Regions from separate parts of the Sus scrofa genome. Here region 1 is linked to region 2. A link is a contact called in public promoter capture Hi-C data. All regions are on one chromosome and are shown on one strand. Each heading gives the region's core, a stretch centred on a gene start, on an enhancer-like site or on the middle of the called end of the contact. The rest is flanking DNA. Distances are from core to core; before and after follow the strand shown. Region 1 holds the start of LOC100154127 (tripartite motif-containing protein 26). Region 2 holds the start of RNF39 (ring finger protein 39).

Region 1 (6,851 bases), core at 1,761-4,260, 140 kb before region 2:
TGGCTTGCTTTAAATATTCCAGTTAAAAAAGAAAGTGGGGAAGGGAAGAGATGAAACATAACACGTTGACAATCGTTGAGGCCAAGTGGTTCATTATATTTTCTCTACTTTTGTGTAGGTTTGTTTGAAAAATTCCATAATAATTTTTAAAAATGCCATGATAGTATTTCCCTTCTCACTCTAGGATAACTGCACGTCACCACATAAGGTTTAGAATTCTTCACTTTAAAGTTAAAATTTTACTTTCTCGTTGTTTACTATAGAGTATATTTTCACTAACCTTTGAACTAAAAGACATTTATATAAAGGTCCCTAAATTTGGAATACAAACTATTTTATTTTACTTTATTTTATTGTCTTCTGTCTATTTAGGGCTGCACCTTCAGCATATGGAGGTTCCCGGGCTAGGGGCTGAATCAGAGCTGTAGCTGCCGGTCTACACCACAGCCATAGAAACGCAGGATCCGAGCTGCATCTGCGACCTAAACCACAGCTCATGGCAAAGCTGGATCTGATCGAGGCCAGGGATGGAACCCACAAGCTCATGGATACTAGATAGGTTCGTTAACCACTGAGCCATGGCAGGAACTCAGTTTTAAAGAACAACCCAAGCCATATGAGATTGCCTCAGGCTTTGCCTCCTTTTCGTTCAAAACCCAGCAGTTCATGCTGTTAGCATTCAAAATGCCTTTCTTCCTTTTAAAAAGGACTGTTATTTTTTAACCTGCTGCCAGGTCTTAACACAAAAGCAGTCAATTCTTAGTAGCACACAGTTATTTCTGTATCAGTCAAACCTTTGCTAGAAAACAGACATATAGACTTAAAACGCAGTTCAGTTCATTGTAACTTTTACCTTTCCCATTAGAGATAGTCATTTATTCTGGCCCTGATAGCATGGTGTTTTTCACATGAAAGGGTCAAACAAATTCTTTGCATCTTTGCCAATGGGAGATCCGTATTTTTAAGTATTTTTGTCCGGAGGCCTCTCTCCAAGCACTCTAATATTAAGACCTTGAGATTTCTGAATGCCGTATTTTAACTCAATAAATATGCTAAATAGCAGGAACATAGCTACTAAATTTTCTTGCTTGATTTAAGATTCTCATTTTAAATGCAAGTAATTACATCATACCCTTTGGGCTAGTCAATTTCAAAGGCCTTACACATATTATTTCATTTAATCCTCACAACAATTCTATGAAGTGGATATAATTATTATCCCTGATTTTCAGAGGAAGAACCTATGGCACATAGAGGCTGAGAAACATTCCAGAGTCATGCAGAAAGTGGCAGAGGAGAGGATTCCTGCCTATGTAGAGCCAAACACGGGCTTGAAAGCCAAACTCATAACCAGCCCCAGGTGATGCTCTGGTCTCCAGCTGGTACAGACATTGGACTGGAGAGCTGGAGGAAGGACTTTTGGCTCTGCTTTCAGAAACTCAGGGGCACTAAGTCTGAGCACCCAGCCTTGGAGTCCCCACTCCTCTCACTTGGGCTTGAGAGCTGTATCAGTGAAGGTGCAGTATGGTAGGAGAGGGGAGTACATAATTGACACTGCAGCCAAGCAGGGCCACAGGACTTTAGAAGGCTTCCAGAAATGCCCAAGTAGAGCCCATTCATTCAATATACATTTATTGAATAAGTCTGTGCAGGGAAGACAGGTGATGTCTCCACCCTCATGGCGCTGACCTTGGTGGGGTACCAGTGGTGAGTGGGAAGTACAAACGCATTGACAAAGAAATGAACAAGATGCTTTCAAAGGACTAAGGTACAAAGAAAGTGAAAGAGAATGATGCTTTATGGAGAACTGAGTTAGGCTGGATGGTAGAGGAAGGCCTTTCTGAGATGCCAGTGGAGCAGGGACAAGACCGACAAGAAGGGGGCAGTCATGGGAGGGGGGCTAGACCGCAGGGGATGAAGAACAGGGGCTTTGTGGCAAGAGCAAAGGCTGAGAGTTAAGTAGGGCACTCCTGTGTACAACCCCCAACTGTCCTTGTGCCCGCCCCCCCTCGCCCCAGCTCACGGCAACGTGCGAGGCCAGGGATCAAACCGGCATCCTCATGGATACTAGTCAGGTTCATAACAGGCTGAACCACAATGGGAACTCCCATCAGATAATTTTAAACAGGGGAAAGGACCTGTGTCTGGAAGTACAAAATGGCCTGAGTGTGGGGATGTACCTCCTAGGGGCAGGGAGAAGACAATTAGTTGCATGAAGTCATTTAAGGAGCCTTTTAAACATTTCTTCCAAAACACCAACTGCAGGAGCAGGTAGCTGGAGGGCCTAGGATGTGGTGAACATAGGGACTGCTTCGCTGGTCCAGGGAGACTGTAGAATTTTCCTGCGGCGATGCCTGGGACACAGCAACGACTGCACAGAGCAATGGCCTCGGGCAAGAGGCCTGTGACACTTGGCATACTCAGGTTCCCGGATCTTAGGTGGTGAGGATGCACAGGAGCCTCTAGGAAGCTCCCCCCGCCCCCGCCGCCGTCCCCCCACCCCCCGCCCCAGGATCTCGTCTGCTTTTCGGCTTTGTGGTTTCTAGATCCAGCACCACGGAAGGAAACAACTCAGACCCCTGAGCTCATGGAACCTCAGTTTTTTCTGTCGAATAGGGACAAAAATGCCTTCCTGGTTTAAAGATATTTCATGTAAAGCGCCGTATTCATCGTAGGCACTTCGGAAACGGTAGTTAATTTTCTCAAATAGCCCCCTCAGACTATCTGTTTGCTTAACATCCTACCTGGTCCAGGAAGCAAATTTAGGCCATGCTGGGGGCAGAAAATCCTATTTAATGTTGAGCGCTTGGCAAGCGCCACTTCGCAGTCAAGCAGCCTCTGACCCTGGTCCAGACCCAGGCGGGAATCGGGAGGAGAGGAGGGATTCTGGCATCACAGAGTCCTACAAAGGAGTCTCATTAGGCCTCAAAACTGGACTTCCTTCCGCCCTGTGGCGCAGGAGTGCGCACCACGAGCCAATCTCCAGGCTGCAGCAGCCGCGAAGCCTCGGCTTGGCACGCTTTCAGTTTCCTTTTCTCTGCTCCAGCGGCGGCCGGGGGATTCGCCCAGTGACTCGTGACGTAGACAGGACTAAAGCTCCTATTGGGAGGCGGCGTTCGGCAGGGGCCAATCCGGGCGCTGGTCCGGGGGAAATCTCGGTGGAGGGCTCCGAAGAGCCGGGAGATTACCGGGCCGGGACTCGCGGTTGCGCTGGGTGCCGGCAGAGCAGCCCGACCCGGAACTGACCGCCGCGGGGAAGAAGCGACCCTGGCCCAGGATTCGTAGCCGGGAGCTGCGGGCTGGTGAGTAAGGCAGACCTGGTGAGAAATGCGGCAAAGCAGCCGTCACATCCCGGGGTCCAGGCGATCGAACGTGGCAGCGCGAACGGAACGAGGCCGGGCCGAACGGGGCAGGCTCGGGAGAAGGGTGAAGTTCGCTGCGTCTTCCCTCCCGGCTTAATCCTCCTGCTTGCTTGGGCCTCCATTCGCTCCTTCCTCGTGGGTTCTTCCTCGCTTTCCGTGTCAAACTCAGGCACCAATCCATTCTTGTCTCCACAGCCAGAAGTAAGCGGGGCCCAGATGACAGTCTCACTGCTTGGAGCCGAGTAGACGGCCAGTCTGGCTCCAGGACCAAAGTCACGGTTTTTTGGTTTTGATCAGAATAAACTGGTTTAGCCACGTACACTTGAAGTTGTGCATTCACCCGATTAGCACAGCAGCATTTTCCCTGCTGCATTTTCCCTGCTGCTTTTCAATGGCCTTAGAAAAGTATGAAAATTTATTTTTGTGGACCAAATGCGGGCCAAGACTTACAAAGTCCCAGTACATTCTCGATTTTGACACCACGACAGTTTGTATGCGCTTCAAGAGAGTGTCATTCCGTCATGCATACAACAAATACCAGTGTCAGGGACTGTGCCTGCGCTAAAAATTGTAATCCCTAAAAGTGTCCCCCCACCTCAAGTTTAAAATAGACAGAATTCCCCGTTATGGTTGAGCAGGTTGAGAATCCTACTGGTATCCATGAGGATGCGGGTTCCATCCCTGGCCTCATTCAGTGGGTTAAGGATCCAGTGTAGGTCGCAGACAGGGCTCGAATATGGTGTTGCTGTGGCTGTGGTGTAGGCCAGCAGCTGCAGCTTGGATTGGACCCCTAGCCTGAAAGCTTCCATATGCCGGAGGTGCCGCCCTGAAAAGCAAAAATAAATAGATGTACTTTTTTACTGTTTCTCAAATTCCCCTTTTTTAAAAAATAGATTATTTTTAAGAACATTTTTAGATTTACAGAAAAATGGTGATAGTAGAGTTTCCATATACCCTAAACCCTTTCCCCATTCATTTATTAACATCGTGCTTAAATAGGGAACATTTGTTACAGTTAGTGAACCTCTGTTGACCCATTAAGTTTGGCCAACATACGTAACATATTCAGATTGCCTTAGTTTTTACCTGAGTACTTTTTCTGTTTCATGATCCCACCCTGGTTACCATATTCCCGTTAAATCTCTTTACATTTACCTTGGCTGTGGCAATTTCTCAGACTTTGTTTTTGCGATCAGGAAAGTTTTGAGGAACACCTGCTCTGTATATTATAGGATGCCCCTCTGTTGGATTCTGTTGTTTGTCCCCTAAGACTGAGTATGTGGGTTACTGGGAGAAAGACCACAGAGGTAGATTGCTGTTTTCATCACTTCACATCCAGGAAACAAGCTTTATGATTTTGATGTTGGTCTTGATCATCTGGCTGAGACAGTGTTTGCCAGGCTTCTCCAGGGTGAAGTTACCCTATCCCCCGCCCCCCACCCCAATACTGTATCTCTGCAGAGCAGACAAACTATGTGTAGCCCACACCTAAGGAGTGGGGAGTATGTTCCTCCCTCTTTAAGGGCAGCTCCATACTATACTATTTGGAATTCTTCTGCATGGGAGAAGTCATTTATTCTTATCAGTATGAACTTGGGGATATTTATTTTATACTTTGGGTTATAATCTAATACTACTTCATTCTGTTGCCGCTTTAGCCACTGGGAGTGCTAAGTTAGTTCCTGTGCTCCTTTCTAGTGTGTATTTTTATAGAGCTGTTTGCTTTTGAACAATTTCAGTTACGTGACCTCACTTGAACTTCAGACAGCCAGGCAAACCTGACAAGATCTTGTTCTTCTTACCTTTTTAAGTGGAAAGGAAACCAAGGCCCAGGAGCAGTAGGTGACATCTAAAATGTCACTTCCTGCAAAGGAAGTGATAGGCTGGACACAAACTGGGAAGTCACTGTGACCTGCAGAAGAGAGCCCATTATCTTAATTGAGGCTTCTTGGGGTGACTTCAGACTTAATACCCTTCCTCCCACCCCACCCTCCACCCCACTCCCACCCCCAACCCACCTCCCAGGGTCAGAATAGAAAAGACATGGAGAATGGGAAGAAATTGGTTTTGGAAAACAAAGCCTTAGTTTGGCTGGCATCCAGGGCGAATTAAAACTTGCCACCTTTGCAGAAATGCAGTGACCTTTCCCCCAAAGCTATGTGTGGAGGGAGGTGATCTGGGTAGTATTTGTGGCCAAGACTGTCTAATCTAAGGGGAGCCCTTGGTGCCTCCTGCTGAAGTGAGATTGTAGAGGGGGGAGGGGAGTGTGGTTGGGGAGAATGAAGAAGATATGGGGCTCTGGACTCATGGGGTAACATTCAGCCTCACAAACATTTACAGACTTTGTGCCCAGCACTGGAGATATGAGGCGAACGCGATAACCTCTACACTGTGTAAACGCCTAATGCTGGAGATATGAAAAGTTCAGTGAGCCATGACCCTTGGGTTCACGTTCTTGTTGGGAGAAGGATGGGTAAAGCTGTCAGTTAAGAAGTGGGGTGGTCGTGCTGTAATGGAAACGCAGGGTCTGCAGGAGCTTCCCGACAGAGGCATTCCTTCAGCGTGGAGGTGAGCTGGGCACAGGAAGGACCTCGCAGAGAAGGGGGCATGTCTGATTCCAGCTTTCAAGGATGAGCTGGGACTGAGAAACTCATGTACAAGAACAAGGGGCGGGGAGTGGGGGGGGGGAGGCGGTGAAAAAGGGGCTGTCATTCTGCTTCAGTGTATCCAGCATTAGGCTGAAATAGGATTCAGGGCTGGACAAGTAAGTGGGGGCCAGATTATACGGGCCTGTGTGCCCTGCCATGCAGTTTTAAGCTCAGGAGTTTTGAAGCAGGAGAATGACAGATGAGTCCCATGTGGTAGATGACCCTGTCAGCACTTTGTACGAGATAGGCTGCATTTCACCACATCTAAGAGGTCATCAATTATTTTATGATTATATTGGAAGAAACATTCTGCTAGTTAAATTATGGCATGCCCGTTGATCACATTTCAGAGATGCAAACACATAATGACAAATTTGATGTAAAGCGGTAACTCCCTAGCTAGTGGCTTAGGGCGCTCCTTCCTCAGGGGAATGAATGGTTAGATTCTTTCCCTCTCACTAACGCATAGATGTTGATTTCACTAACTCCGTTTATGATCGTGAAGAAACTATATTTGGTAGGCTGGCCTTTCCTGTCTGGTAGCCAGTTATCAAAAAAAAAAAAAAAAAAAAAGGCACGATAAAACTGGGATGCCTGATCCGGAGATTTCATGGCTGTTGATCACAGCAGCAACTTTAGGTTGCCCAGTAAACATGCTGGTGCACTTTGCTAGAACTTTATTTCAATCCGTCCTATGAATAGCCTGTATATTACCTCCCACCCCCAGTACTTCATGATGGTATTGAAACCCAGAGAGGTCAAGAATCTAGCCCTGGGCTGCACAGCAGAATAGCTGAGGCTGGGTGATAATCTTGAGTTTTCATCCTAACCCAGCACTTGT
Region 2 (6,959 bases), core at 3,268-5,767:
AAGGGGCATGGTGTGTGGGAACTGAGAAAGAATTATGGTCAACTTCACCTTACCCTTGGGCCTCTTTTCTCACTTCTGGTCTTTTCCCCAAAGATGCTTGACTTTCTTGGTTCAGGCTTTTTCATTTCTCTCCCACCCAACCCAACCCGCCCTTCATTTACAAGCTACTTCTCCAGGAAGCCCTCCTGAAGTTATTTCCATGCCCTCCCTGATCTGTAAACATAATCCTCCACTCACTCTTCTTCCCTCAGTGCACCTTTACAACGTGGTAATGACAGATCTCAGTTGATGATGGATATATTGTATTTGCCTTCTCACTCTCCCTAATTCAGTAATGGCAGATTTTGCTTGATAATGAATATACTTCACTTGCCTTATCGTACTTCCTAAAGGCAGGGGCCATGGCTAACTGGTCATCGGTTTCCCAAATAGCTTTTCATACCTACCTTTCCCTCTCCAAGTTTCTTAAAGACTTGTAGACTCTTTAAAAAGATGGGGAGGTCACTGATGGGGGAAGACACAGACTGAAGAATAAGCAAAGAGAGAGAAAAAAAAAGGAGGGTAAGGATAAGAAAGGAAGGCATGAGTAAGGTGATCCCACTCTAGCATCCCCAGTGCCATGTGTGGGTATCTGGCTGCAACATTCCACAACACCACGCACGAGCAGTCATCCTGGACAGAGTTGGAAAGGGGTGGGAACAGTTATGTGGAAGGTGCCTATATTAAGAAGATGTGGTGCTAACAGAGAGGCAGGATCCAGTCACGGTCAACTGGAGCAAGCCAAGCCAAGCCAGCACACACCAAAGAGCACCTCCACCCACCTGGCTCTCTGGAGGTAGAAAAAACCCAAGGGGGAATTAGAGGATCAGGTGTAGAGTAGCTGGGGATTCTGGCGAGAGAGGGAGAAAGTCTTGAGAGGTGAGACATTTCCTGGCAATGTCTGTCTTCAAATGCCTTTTCCTTATACTATCTGTCCTAGAATCATTGTGTGAACTCACAGCAACCACAGCTTAAAATCTGAGCGCAAGAATTGTTAGCAGGAATCCTTATCCTCTGATTAAGGAAAGCAAGTGACAACAAGATCGTGAGCTGAACGCCCTGTCTCATATCACATGAGAATCCCCAGCACTGTGCCTGGCATCTGCCAGCGAGGAATGACTGTTGATTGAGAAAGATAAGAGTATCTTTGTCTGGCATTTTGAAGATCAAAGCAGAGTAAGTCGAAAGACCCTTTAGCAGAATTCCCTTGTGGCACAGTGGGTTAAGGATCTGATGTTGTCACTACAGTGTCCTGGGTCGCTATTATGGTGTGGGTTGAATCCCTGGCCTGGGAATATCCACATACTGCAGGCACTTTGTCCAATTGGTGATGGCCAATTCAATGACTGGGTATATATTTATTGAGACCTGTTGTGTGCAAGGCACTGTTCCAGGTTTCGGGAAAGCAGCAGTATACATGAAGTCCAGGTTCCTGTTCCTATAAAGCTACTTTCCACTGAATAGAACCAGATCAAACCAGATCACTAGATCATTTCAGATAGTGATAAATACCACAAGTCAATAAATCTGGGTAGAGAGACCCCAAGCAATACCTTGGAGGAAACCTACTTGAGACACAATGGTGAAAGACATTTCCTTTGAGTTGAGCCCTGAATGAGAAGATGGAGAGCTTTTAAAACTCCTGATTCCTGGGACTCATCCCCAGATATTCTGTTTAATTGATCTGAGGTGTCTCCTGGACATCAGGAGTTTAAAAGTTCCCCCAGTGACTTTAATGTGCAACCAAAGATGCAAACCATTGACAAGAACTTGAGAGTCACAGAAAGGCTCTTGGACTGGTCAAAATACAAGGTTCTCAGTGAGACTGGGAGGCATTTCTCTAATACTCCAGGCCCAGATCCAGAAAGAACTCAATATCCAAGAGGCCTTGGAGAGCCAAGAAAATGAAGCAATCTGGGGGCGGGGGTTAGGGTGGGGGGACAGACCAGAAGGCCCAGGGAGGGAGAGAAATCCAGAAAAAGTGACAAATTTGAAGGGGCAAAAACAGATAAGTGCAGACAGTCCCAAAGAGCCCCAGAGAGACAGGGAAAGCAAGTGTATTGGTTTCCTATCTGCTGCTGTAACAAATTATCACAAACTTTTGTTTGAAATGTGTGAAACCACACACATTTATTATCTTAAAGTTCTCTAATTCTATAGTGGGTCCTCCGGGCTAAAACCAAGGTGTCGGCAGGCTGGGTTCCATCTGGAATTCATCTCCTTGCTTTCTCCAGCTCTAATAGCCACCCACTTCCTCTGCTCCTGGCTCCCCATCCTCAATCTTCAAAGCCAGAAACATCAGGCTGAGTACTTCTCATGCTTCTACCTCTTCTCCTTCTCGCCTCTACTTTTAAGGATGCTTGGATGATCTAGAATAACCTCCCTGCTTTATTTTTTACTTCTTTGCTTTTTAGGGCTGCACCTGAGGCATATGGAAGTTCCCAGGCCAGGGGTCTAATCTGAGCTACAGCTGCCAGCCTACACCACAGCCACAGCAACTTGGGGTCTGAGCTGCATCTGTGACCTACACCATAGCTCATGGCAACACTGGATCCCCAACCCACTGATTGAACCTCCATCCTCCTGGATACTAGTCAGATTCGTTTCTGCTTTGCCACAGCGGGAACTCCTAATCTCCCTACTTTAAACTCAACTGATCAGCAAACTGAATTCCATCTGTAAGCTTAATTCCCCTTTGCCATGTAAGGCAATGTATTCATAGGTTCCAGGAATCAGGACATCTCTAGGGGACCATTATGCTACATACCGTAACATGGAAGTCCATTCTACAAAATAGATTTTGGTCATATCTGTAGTCTTTCCTTGGGAAGCCATGCATTTTATGAGCATGGAGCTAGCAGGTTTTTCTGAAATGACTGCACATGTATTTATTTGTATAGTTTGTTTATCAGGGTGTCATGTTTGGGTGTCTCCCTGATAAGTAAGGGGGAAGAAGGAGCCTGGAGGGGTTGCCTAATAAGATGCTCCTACTCCATAAAGACTTACTGCCGTTGTATTATTGTTCTTATTGACAATAAAACTAATGACAGAGTATCTCTTTGGATGTTTTCTTTCTTTGAGTATGTCTATCTGTCCCTGAATAATCCTGGATGTCTGTCCCAGTGATATTCAGTGTGTATGAGACTCTTGGGACATATCTGTGATTTTTGCAATGTATGAATTATCTGCCTGTGAGTTTGTGCATTTGGGGGCATTTGGACATTGATGGATGCAAACGCTTGTTTGTACAGCAGTGTGTGTGATCAGGACTGAATGTTTACTTATTCACAACCCAGACAGAAAGGCCTAGCATGAGAGAGGACCAGTAAGAAGAGGGAGCAGACAGGAAGGAGAAGAGGAGAGGGAAGGAGAGAGAGACAGAGAGATGGAGTTGAAGGAAGAAGGCACGAGGAAAGATCTGAAAAAAAAAAAAAATTAGAAAGCAGAAGGGGATTCTAGGGATCTGAAATTAAAAAGAGGCAGGGTGGAGTCACAGCAAGGCCATAAATCAGATCTGGGTATGGCTCCACTTCAGGTCATTCCCTTGCTCTGTGTACTTGGCAATGCCAGTTTACCAAAAGAATGAAAATAGATCATCTTTGGGTACATCCCAAAGAAGGAGAGAAAAAGTGGAAATAAAAGGATACACAGGGAAAGAGAGAAATAACTAGAAAGAGAGAGATGGCAAGTAACAAGAGAGGAGGAGCCAGCCAGAGGTAGAAGTGACAGAGCCCTACCCTGACTCCTTGAGGTGGGAGTGCGGGCACCTGCTCCCTACCCCTTAAGCCAAAGCTTCTGTGTCCTTAAGCCCTTAATAGGCAAGGTAGGAGGATGGAACGGAGAGAGGCGCCTGGAATGACAGCTGCACACCAACACTCGGAGGCCTGCCAAAGCCACACAAACCAGGATCTGTGCTTCCGGGCCCCCAGCCCCCAGATGTAGGTGTGCCGGCCACCTGGAATGACTCACGCCCTGGCGATGTGGGCACACATACCAAAAGCGAGCCTGGGCACCCTGCCTGCCGACCTGCACACCTCAGGCCGAGGAGGAGGTGAGATTCCCGCTTTTACGGGGTGACTGGGGCTACCCACCCCGAACGTTGCTCCCTTGCCCCCAGAGCGCCCCCTAGCTACCACCTCCTCGGCTCCAGACCTAGGTGTCCCTCCCACCCTTCTCCGCCAAAACCTTACTGGGGAAGCGGGAGAACCAGATGGGGTGTTACGCAAGGGTTGATGTTTACCTCCCGGGGGCGCCTCCTCCCTCCCTATAAAGCCTGACGTGGAAGGGAGATTGGCAGAGACAGACTGGTTGAAGAGAGAGGCGATCCCAGGAGAGGGCCAGAAAACGTCCGAAAGTTAATGCGGGAGGCGGAGAGAGGGGCATCAACGCAACCAGCAGCAGAGGCGCTCAGCCAGCTGCGCGCTCGAAGGCGTTCGCGGGGGTCGCGGAAGGGACGGCGCCCAGACGCTGGCTCCCCATGGAGGCGCCGGAGCTACTGGGCCCGGGGCTGGTGGAGCGTCTGGAGCAGTTGGCGACGTGCCCGCTGTGCGGGGGCCCCTTCGAGGACCCGGTGCTCCTGGCGTGTGAGCACAGCTTCTGCCGCGCGTGCCTGGCCCGCTGCTGGGGGACCCCGCCGGCGACGGGCCCCGAGACGCCCCCCACCGCCTGCCCCTGCTGCGGCCTGCCCTGCCCCCGCCGCTGCCTGAGGTCTAATGTGCGGCTGGCGGTGGAGGTGCGCATCAGCCGAGGACTGCGGGAGAAGCTGGCCGAGCCCGGGGCCCGCACGGGGAAACGCCGAGGGGGGCGCATCCCCACCATGGGCTGCCTGGACCAGCAGGGAGAGGTGAGGCAGGGGTGCGCTTCGCGAGTTCGCAGCTGTCGCTGGAAGCCCGGGCGGGGTGGGGAATCCGCGGGCTTCCTGGGGAAGTGGGGAATGGTGCCTCCCGAGTCGGGGCCCTTCTGCAAGTTTAGGCAGAAGATGGAGTTGGGGAGAGAGAAGCAGAGGACGAGATGGTGGCGGCTGTCAAGTGCCAGGACCGGCATAGGAAGGAGTTGACGCTTTGCCCAGGGGGAAGGGGGCTGGACGGATGCCTGAGTCTTGTTTGGGTGGGCTGGAGCGAAGGGGTTAGAGAGGCAGAGAAGAGGTTGGGCCACCAGAGAGAATCAGGAGACCCCCGAGGCTCTGCAAAGAGCGCGGGAACTGGGAGTCTGGCGAAAGGGGCAGCCCGGCGCCGGGGTGGAGCCGCGGCAGAGCTGAGGGGGCCGGCGGTGGGCGGGAGGAGGAGGGAGGAAGCTGACGGGGCGGGAGCGAACTGGGGGCCTGGGAAGTTGAAGAAGATCAAAACTGGCCAAGGGGAGGAGGAGCAGGAAGGAGGGCGGAGAAAAAGCTGGAGTGGAGGGGTGGGGAAGGAGGGGGCTGTCAAAAAAAGGGAAGGAGGGATCCAAACTCCCCTGCAGCATCTTGGGGCAGATGCCCGGGCTCTGGCGTAGGCTTTCCCGTGTTGTTTGTTATGATTGTCCTCCGCTCCTCCCAGGGCCCCGGGGAGAGGCGGCGATGGGTGGAGGCAAAGTCGGGGAGAACAGCCGCTGGGACCTCTGGCTTCTCTCCACATCCCACCCAATCACCCACCCACCCACTCATTCTTCCGCGTCGCTCCTGGGCCTTCACTCCCCTGGCGGTCAACCAACTCCATTCCCTTGCCCGACCCCCAGGCGTCCTGGATTCCTTACTGGCTTCTCCCCAGCAGCAGAGCCGGTCTCGAATCTTGCTTCCACCCTTTGAAGTCCACATATACCTAATTAGTCTAGGTGTAATTGGCATTATTAGGCAAATTGCCTTCCTCTCTTCCCTTCTCCATCCTACTGGTCTGCTCCAGTCTTACCCACTGGACAGCGAAGGGAGAAGAGGGAATCCTAGTATTTGGAGGGGGAGCATCCAGCGCCCTCTACTGGCTCCCATGGTACCCTGCAGATCTGTGGGACCTGGGACTCATCCAAGCCCAGCTGCCTCCTCGGTCAGGGTAGAGAGACACAGAACAAAGGGCCCAATAAATGTCATTGGGCTTTCATGGCAAGAGGGGAAGCGGCTTTATTACAAGGCTTTTATAAACAAACTCTTAGCCTAAGGGCCTGGGTATGTGTTTGGTCTGCGTGATGGAGAAGAGGGACATTTATCTGGGATACACCCTCAGGAAAGTGAATAAGTAAGGGCCACTGGGGGGCGGGGGGAGGGCAGGAAGCAGGGAAAGGTAACGACTCTGGGGGCAAGGAAAAGGCCTGGATGAGTCTGGGGAAGGGGAACTGAGAGCCTTTGGGGCAAGGGGAAGGGAGGACGATGGTGGGGGGTGGAGTTAGGAAGATAAAATGGTGATTGAGAAGAAGGAAAGGTCATGAAAGGAGAAGGGGGAGCACGAGAGGAAAGGGGAGCACAGGGACTAAAGAGGTGAGCTCACTCTGCGATGTGGGGAGGGACCTCACCTAACCAGGCCCTGAGGAGGTGGGGGACAGGAGCACTCCCCCCAGTAAGAAGCCCAGAGCTGACATCCATGTTTTTTCTGCCCACCCCAGGATATGAGGAAGACATGGCGAAGGTGAGTTCCATTTTAGTGTTTCTTCCTTTCTACTACCAGCTGCCACCTCCATCACCTTCTCCCAGAGCCCACATCTTTGTCCCCACTCGAAGACAGGTCTTCTGGGTGTGGCCTCACCTTTTCCTCCTCTAGAGATGGGGGGAGATATCAAAAGGTAGACGGTGTCTACCAATTTCTTGACCCTTCCTCCTCATCTATCCAGATTTGATGCCCCAACGCCCAGGTCATCCAACTCAGAGGACGAGCTCCCGGAAGACTACCCAGTGGTCAAAAATATGCTTCACAGACTAACAGGTAAGGAGGGCAGAAAGGAGGGAACTGAATGAGTCT

The links. Promoter capture Hi-C pulls out the DNA fragments that hold promoters and counts their contacts.
Region 1: a promoter capture Hi-C map of fetal liver shows a contact between it and region 2, with 2.5 times the contacts expected there. The contact joins the promoter of LOC100154127 here to the promoter of RNF39 in region 2. A contact is called at or near these places in 1 of 5 promoter capture datasets (fetal liver), 1 of 47 Hi-C or Micro-C datasets (heart right ventricle) and 1 of 2 datasets of contacts at active chromatin or transcription factors (alveolar macrophages).

What each region holds. Positions count from the first base shown.
Region 1 is chr7:22,776,556-22,783,406 of Sscrofa11.1, reverse strand. It overlaps LOC100154127 (tripartite motif-containing protein 26), which reads right to left and starts at 3,010. Exons shown (of 8, transcript XM_013977563.2): 1 at 2,745-3,010.
Region 2 is chr7:22,639,985-22,646,943 of Sscrofa11.1, reverse strand. RNF39 (ring finger protein 39) reads left to right here and starts at 4,517. Exons shown (of 5, transcript NM_001128446.1): 1 at 4,517-4,882; 2 at 6,607-6,629; 3 at 6,832-6,923. The coding sequence starts at 4,517.